Regions from separate parts of the Ovis aries genome. Here region 1 is linked to region 2. Evidence: chromatin contacts called from public Hi-C data. All regions are on one chromosome and are shown on one strand. The core of a region is the stretch at or near the end of the contact, and the rest is flanking DNA. Distances in the headings are between cores, read along the strand shown. Region 1 has its middle 56 kb from the start of PDE3B. Region 2 holds the start of PDE3B (phosphodiesterase 3B).

The links. A called contact is a pair of places that touch in the nucleus more often than the background predicts.
Region 1: a Hi-C map of blood shows a contact between it and region 2, with 1.9 times the contacts expected there. The contact joins the enhancer-like site here to the promoter of PDE3B in region 2. A contact is called at or near these places in 4 of 16 Hi-C or Micro-C datasets (all in blood).

What each region holds. Positions count from the first base shown.
Region 1 is chr15:37,895,331-37,899,380 of ARS-UI_Ramb_v3.0, forward strand. No RefSeq gene overlaps it. Among named protein-coding and RNA genes, the nearest start is that of PDE3B, 56 kb to the left of the region's middle. Within about 2 kb of position 2,226, at least 14 of the 54 cell types and tissues checked have an H3K27ac peak or open chromatin away from gene starts, as enhancers often do.
Region 2 is chr15:37,838,318-37,842,604 of ARS-UI_Ramb_v3.0, forward strand. It overlaps PDE3B (phosphodiesterase 3B), which reads right to left and starts at 2,541. Exons shown (of 14, transcript XM_042233027.2): 1 at 1,498-2,541. The coding sequence starts at 2,475.

The DNA.
Region 1 (4,050 bases), core at 976-3,475, 57 kb after region 2:
AGTGTACCCTGAAGGTTCCTTCACCAATCAGCCAGGGTTACAGCATCCTTTCAGAGAAGCAATTCCCAGCCATCTGTGGAGAGGTATATTACTTTCACTTGATGTGTGTTTTCTTAACACATATGTATGTCTTTGTGATACACTGCCCTCTGGCCCTGAGATTCTGATAGACCTAAGATTTGGGAAGATGCGTGGGGGTTGATTGGAGAGACTAGCATCTTGACAAAGTTCATTCTTTTAAAGAATGGGGGCGTGGGGGCACTTCCCTGACGATCCAGTGGTTTAGAATCCACCTTGCAATGCAGGGAACATGAGTTCGATCCCTGATTGGAGAAATAAGATCCCACAGGCCATGGAGCAATTAAGCCCGTGTGCTGCAAATACTGAACCCTTGTGCTCCAGGAACCACAACTAGACAGTCCATGAACCACAATGAAAGATTCCGCATGATGCACCAAAGCTCCCGTGTGCTGCAACTAAGACCCGATACAGCCAACGAACAAGAAGAAGAATGGGGCTGGCTATGGGAGTAAGTGTCTGATAAGCTCTCAGTTCTGTGGTTCTAATTAAAACACTACAAAATCTTCATGACTATATTAATAATGATAACCTTGGTAGATGGTTCAATGGCAGCCCCCCAAAACTTATGTCCGTGTCCTTGTATCTGGCCCCCTGATTTGGAAAGAGTCTTTGCAGTTGTAATTAAGGATATTGAGATGAGATCAGCCTGATGAATGTCCTCATCAGAGACAGAAGAGAAGAAGACAGGGACCAAGAAGAAGGAAGAGATTGAAGCGACGTAGCACAAGCTGAAGAACACCTGGAACCCCCAGAAGCTGAAAGAGGAAAGGAAGGCTTCTCCCCCAGAGCCTTCAGAAGTGTGGCCCTGCCGACACCTTGATTTCAGACTTCCGGCCTCCAGAATGATGAGAAAATAAACGAGCTGGTGGTTGTTTTACCACCAGGTTCATGATCATTTGTTACAGCATGCTTAGGAAACTTGGACAGCTTATTTCTAATAAGTTGTACGTGAAAGTCACTTTTCAGAGGGAAGACAAGTTTCAAAACTTCTACCATTCTATAAATGCAGTGAAGTGAAGTGAAGTGAAGTTGCTCGGTCGTGCCCGACTCTTTGCGACCCCATGGACAGTAGCCTGCACCAAGCTCCTCTGTCCATGGGATTTTCTAGGCAAGAGTACTGGAGTGAGTTGCCGTTTCCTTCTCCAGGGAATCTTCCCTACCCAGGGATCGAACCCAGGTCTCCCGCATTGTAGACAAATGCTTTACTGTCTGAGCTAAATGGTAGAATGCAAATGAATTTGGGTAAGTTAACAACCTCTCTGAGCCAATTTTCTCCACCTAAAAGCATGGAAATAGTAATCATGTCATCACAGAGTGTTTAGATCAGCAGTCCCCAACCTTTTTGGCATCAGGCACAAGTTTCATGGAAGACAGTTTTTCAGTGGACCTAGGTGGGGGTGGGGGGATGTTTTCAAGATGATTCAAGTGCATTACATTTACTGTGCGTTTTATTTCTATGACTTATTACATCAGCTCCATTTCATATCATCAGGCATTAGTTCCCAGAGGTTGGGGACCCCTGGTTTAGATTATTAAATGAAATAAATGATACCCAGCACCCAATTAGCAAAAACAAACAAACAAACAAACACAGGTGGTCAAAGATTTATCCATTTGAGAATAGGACCCAACACATACTACAGAGACATCCTGGGGAAACAAGGTCTCTCAGGAGACAGCCAAAAAGGTTCGCATGCAGAGTCCTGGCCTATGTCAGTCACATTTACATGTAACCACTTAGACCCATCTGGTGTCAGCTCTTGCTCTCACCAGCTAACCACTGCCCTCTCCCTCAACCTTCTCTACTTCCTGTTTACGTAGATTGCTGCTTCCTGGCCAAGGGAACTGAACAGTTTCAGCCAGACTGCTTTTCCCCTGGAACTATGCCAAGACTACCTTCTCTGCTTTCCTTCTTTTCATTCTGCTTTCTTCTTGTTTTAGAAGCCATCACATTAATGAGCACAGATTGCTTGCGGCTCTGAGCAATCCACAGCAAAGCAGTTGCTCCTCTTCCTGGCTGTTGGACTGAATCAGATGGACATGAGAAAAAAACATAGCAGGAATTACATAGCCATGAAGAAATTGGTCCAGCCCTGCTTGCCTCAGCCTCTTCAGGCTATTGATACTGAGGCTTTTTTCATTCAGCTGTGCTGGTCACAATGCCTCCACTCCCAGGCCTAGCCCTGACCTGTTTGTGTGAAGCTGTCCTGACCACAGCTGGCAGGACAGCAGTGAATCGAACTTGACCAGAACACCAGAGTGGGAGGTTGCCCAGAGAATCTAATTTGTGATTCTCAAGGTGAAATAAATGTCCAAATCATCTGAGAGGCTCTTTCAAAACAGAAAACAAACAAACATTTAAAACTGGAGGATAGTAAAAATAAAATTTAAAAATAAAATAAAATAAAACTGGAGGATAGGCATGGATATTTTGGGGGGGGGGGGAAAGGCAGGTGAAAATGATTTCCCCCACAACTCCAGGTTATCATTCTTTTTTAAAAATTTATTATTTATTTATTTTTGACTGCACCGAGTTTTTATTGTTATGTGCAGGCTTTTCTCTAGCTGCAGTGAGTGGGGCGACTTTCTTGTTGCAATGTAAGCTTCTCACTGCGGTGGCTTCTCTTGCTGCGGAGGTGGGCTCTAGGGGGCTCAGGCTTCAGTAGTTGCGGCACGTTGGCTTAGTTGCCCTGTGGCATGTGGAATCTTCCTGGACCAGGAATTAAAACCATATCCCCTGCATTGGCAGACAGATTCTTATCCACTGGACCATCAAGGAAGTCCCAGGTTTATCATTTTTAACACAGGAGATGACAATATGGACTCTCATCTGACTGGATTCAAATTTTAGCTTTGCCACCGATGAGCTGTGTGACATTGCACGTGTTACTTAACTTCCTTGTGCCTCAATTTCCTTTCCTGTAAAATAGCAGTAATAATACCTCCCTTCACTCATAAAAAAGGAATATATGAGTTGACAAGTTAAAAGCACTTAAGGCTCTATTAGTGCTTGCTAGTTGGCAGTAAAAAGAGGAAGTTGATACAGTATGAAATGCTTTAATGAGTTATTTGAAGATGATGCAGGTAGAGGAGGTGGTGGAGTTCAGGGTACGACAGTGGAAGTGGAGGCAGTGGAGGGTGAACAGAAGACTGTCATTGGAAGGAGAAAGTTTGGAGTAGTAGAAAAGCAAGTACTGTCTGGAACTAGAGTGCCTGAATTGAGATCCTGCTTTCTCCACTAAATAGCAGAACAACCACCAGCAGATCTGTTTCCTCATCTATAAAACGGAGATGGTAGTAACAGTGACCAATCTTGCAGGACTGTCATGGAATTCCATGAGTTAATACAGGATATGTTCATTTCTTAGGCTAGTGATTGGCACAGAGCAAGTGTTAACTCTTATCCTTAATGTTTTAGCTGGAGATGAGAAGGTCAAAGAACTGAGGGGCCGATTGTTAGCTGGACACTGGCATCATCTGAGATGATGGCAAGGTTTGAGGTAAACAAGAACACCGTGAGCCTGTTCACATGAATGAGTGTTCAATAAGCAAGTGAGATGACTAGGAGGCTGGTAATAAATCTGTAAGGAGGAGGAGCATGACCATAGCCAAATGCACTAGCCTCCAAGTGGCTGAGTCTTTCACAAGAGTGTGGAAACGCTTACAGGGAGCAAAGAGGACCCTAACATCATATCCTGGCCCTGAAAAGAGCAAATAAATGAAGGCCAAGAGGTAGAGGGAACTGTCAGAGAAGGGGCTGAGGCTCTAGGAGAGTTTCCTGCCTAGGGAGGGACAGTCCAGATGGAGTGAAAGGAGTCGGGAAGGTGGAGAAAGAAAGGGGGGGCTCACATTTGCTATGCATCACAGTGAAAGTTCTATGGACCTTCAATGGTCTAGACCAGCACTGTTCACTAGAATGTCAAGCAGTCATGGAAATGTTCTGTATCCCCACTGTCTGATACAGTAGGC
Region 2 (4,287 bases), core at 1,291-3,790:
AATGCAATCTATTCACAAAAAGTCAAATGTCCAATGTTATTCCTGTCTACGAAAATAGTTGATATGACTTTTCTCTACAGTGAATCTTCTCCTGGGCATTGTCTACTATTATCACTGGTAGTAAACTTAGAAAACAAAAGACATGATATTTTTTGAACAATTTTTTTCAAGCATCTGACCAAACACAGACCACAAAAGCGGCCTCTGAAAACACTTTTCAGGAAGCAAGGTGTTTGTCTCTTTGAGCACTACAGATAGTGTAGTAGTTTATCGATTATATTGAAGAGCAAAGAGCAAAAAAACATCAGAATTAGTAACAACAAGAAACTTCTGTTTCAGATATATTAGGTCCCCAGTGTAAAATGTATCACTAATCAAAAAGTCTGAAAACCAAGGGTATAAATTCCTACTTGCCCATTTAAGCAAACCTCTACTTTTATCCTCTTAGCTGCTTAGAAGAAGGCATTGAAAACTGAAAAATCTAGGTTCAAATCCCAGCACTTCCACTGTTGATGATAATATGTGAAGTTGTGTAATCTCTATAAGCCTCAGTTTGCTCATCTCTAACTTGAGGTTAATGTCATCTACTATACTGTGTCCTTGTGAAGGTTTAAGACAATACAAGTACTTTGCACTTGTATGCAGTAAAATCCTCAGTGAACAGTAGCTATATTTAGTGAGTTTATTCCTAAAGTAGAACAGGTAAGATTTCCCTAGGCTATGAAAAGAAACTCTTTCCCTAATGATGATTTCAATTCCTTAAAAAAAAAAAGTAAACCTACAGGAAAATAAATTGTAAATGTTTTTGGTATATTTCCAAACATTACTAAGACTAAAGGTTAAATTGTTACAACATTCTCCTAATTATGCAACAAACACACAGGACCAAGAGTTAGTCTGTAAAAGATTATATTAGCTTCTTACTGCTGAAATTTGGGGTGGGGGTGGGGGAAGAAACCTCTTAAAATTATCCCCAACGGTCTTTTCATCTAAGTTAACAAGTCTCTGTTCCAAAACTCATCACTTTTCTATTAATTGTAAGACCTAAGATTTGTCCTCTCTATTATCAAGAATAATGAAATCACCCTGATTAAAATTCGCACATCTATATATTCACTCATTCTAACGGCTGTATGTTATCTTTGAGGGAAACAGCACCATTATTACAGCAACAAATAAATGACACCAAAATTACATTCTTCAAATAATTCGCTCCATTCTTGAGAACGCATCTACTGCATAAACAAACTCTTTAAAAAGTGTAGCATGCTTAGTCTGCTATTTCATTTCTATTCAAAGATAAATGGTATTTCTGCGTTTTTTTTGTTTTTCTAAGCTTCCTGTATTTTAGGAGTTATTTCCAGAATAAAACTTTTCTTTTTTCTTTTTTTTACCCTGGAAGTAAACAAGCTTTCAAACGCACTAATTCAATTCGGGAACTGAAGCGATAAAACCGCCCTCCTTTCCTTAGCAAACCTTGCCTTTCTGGAAACATACCTGTTCTCTCGAGATGCAAGGCAAAGAAGGTCTCCTGAACATTTTGCAACTGCCATAGTAACCGCCTGAAGTTTCTCCGAATGACACGCAGCTGGACCTCCTCCGGGGTCTGATCACAGGCACTTTTTCTTCCGCGGTACTGGACAACTGAGGTTGCTGGGGAGCTTCCCTGATTTGAAAGAAGTGATCCAGCCCCAGGGCCAGCAGGCAGCCGACGCCCCCCACCAGGCAGGACAGCAGGGGCCGGAGGGCTGGAGGCAGCGCCCCAAGGCTGGTGAAGGACACCCACCAGACGAAGCTGGAGAAGAGCAGCACCACGATGCTGTGCCGGAGCCTCCCCGGCTGCGCGAGCGTCAGCAAGCCCACGCAGCTCAGCACCAAGAACCACCGGCCCGCCACCGCTGGGGGTGTGTGCGGGACCGGGGCCCCGGCGTCTCCGTCCCCCCGAGACCAGGATTCCCACTGCCCCACCAAGAAGTCCCCCAGGTAACAGCAGGCGGGGAGTGCCAGCAGCCACCAGGAGCCGCCGCCGCTCCGGCCCGGCCCGGCGCCCCGCTTGGTCCGGGTCAGGAAGCAGGTGAGGAAGAAGAAGGCACAGGCGATGCTGAAGAGGGGGCTGAGGCTGTGCGAGCAGACGCTCAGCAGGGTCCGCAACCGGGCGGCCCCGGCAGCCCAGCTCTCGGGCCCCGAGCCGAGCAGCAGGGCGAGGACAAAGGCGGCCAAGGCGCCCAGCGAGAGGCGCGCCCGGGAGAAGGGGGAGCCGCGCCGCGGCTGCTGAGGGGAGGCGGGCGGCGGCAGCAGCAGCTCCACGTTGCAGAAGCGGCAGAGGTGGAAGAAGAAGCCGCGCGGAGGGTCCTGCCGCAGGGGGCTCACGCAGCCCTTCACGTAGCCGTTCCTCACACTCTCGGGGGGCGAGGCGGCCCCGTCCGGCGGCGGCGGGGACCGCATGGCTTTGGCGTCTCGCTCGTCCCTCCTCATGGCCGGGACGCCCGGTGGCCGCGGGGGCTCGGCACGCCCCGCTCGGACCGCAGCGGCCGCTCGCGCTCCCTCCCGCCTGGCCCCCACGCTCGGAGCGCCCCCCGGCTCGGCGGCGCGTCAGGGCTGCGCCCGCCGCCGCGGCCCGGGGTCCCCGCCGCGCGGGTGGAGGAGCGGCGGGGTCCGGGACATGCTGGCTGAGAAAGAGGGGCGGAGGGGGGCTCCTCTCCGGGACTTCGGCGGCCGGACCCCGCCCCCTTCCTGTTCCCCCGGGCACTTCTTGGGACTGGAGCGTCGGCGTCGCCTCCCGGCTCCCGCGGGCTGCAACAGTTACCTCTCGGCCCCAGCCTGGTCCGTTGGGCGCGCGAGCGGCGGGCGGGCGCTCCTCCCCCGCCGCTGCCCCGGCCGGGTGCGCGCCCCGCCCGCCCGCCCGCCTGCGCGCGCCCGCGCCCCGGCCCGTCCGGCAGCCCAGGGCGCCGCCGCTCCTGCCGGCCGCCTGCCCCGTCGCGGGCTGGGGACCCCAGCCGTCTCAGCGTGCCCAGACTGGGGAGAGCGCGGCTTGCGGCCGCCCGGAGACCGATCTAGGTTGGGAGGGATGGGAGGGATCCTTTTCGGATAGAAAGGGGCAAGCCCGCCATCCTGGGATCCCCCCAGGCACTCAGGTTCCTTTGGGGTAAGTCACAGACCTCAGGCAAGCTCCGACAGGTCACCACGGGGGGCGTAGGGAAAGAGGGCGCTTATGGTCCCCAAGGGGAGTGCCCAGTAGAGAAACCGAGTTGAGGTGGGGAGGCGACGGGTCCCGCCTTTACTCCCATTCCAGTTTGGGGTGGACCCTTGGGCTGTCCGAGCCGAGCTGCGACCTGGTAAGTGCCAGTCCCCACCAAAGTCATGGGGAATAAGCCTTGATCACTGTGGCTAGGTCTGTCCTCAACAGGAGCGTGGATTCTTGGGCCATGCAGCAGGCCCTTGCAGTGGCGCTTTAGGGAGGAGCACGCACGTGGAGCGTTCCCTGGGAGCATCCTAGTCGGTATTACCGAGTTTGTCTTCCTCAGGGAGGAGCTACCGTCCCATCGTCCCTGCACCCTTGCCAAACTAACAGTGGGTCCACATCTGTTTCTGCCTCAGCAAGCATGGAAAATCTGTTGTCGAAAAGATCTTCCCACATTGAAGGCTTTTCTCTGTAACTACATATTGGGGGTGGAGGGAATGGGAGGATTAGGAGTTCACTCCAAGACCATTGCCAGGTTTGGATCAGTTGGCCGTAAAAGAAGCCAAATAAGATGCTATCTGTGAATTACTGATGAAACTAGCTACATGTGGGAAACACGGACTCGAAAGCGGGAAAAACTGCTGTATGGAAGGGACTGCTCTGGAATCTCACCAATCATAACTACCTTAGTGACTGAACTGTGTTTCCCTCCTCCAAAACTCTCCCTTGCACCTCATGACAGGCCTGCATTTCTCAAAGAGCTAATTCCACATTTTTCCAGGGAGATGTGAAACCTTACTGTGTGGTAAATCCCACAAACAGGCCCATTTTTCACCAATTAATCTTTGCCCACAGCCAAGACCATTTTTGTATATGGTCATAGTTCACATGCATAGCAGAAATCACAGTGAAATTAGCACAAGAATTGGACCAAGATGAAAAAAGACCAGAATTTTTGTCTGCCTCTTAGATAAAGGAAAAAATATGTAATAGAGTTTTCAAATTAATTACTCAAATGCTTGCCCTAAGAGATGAAAATCCATGGGGTCTTTTTTTTCACCAGGACAGTTGAAATTCTTTTTAAAAATATCTCATTTCAACAGAAC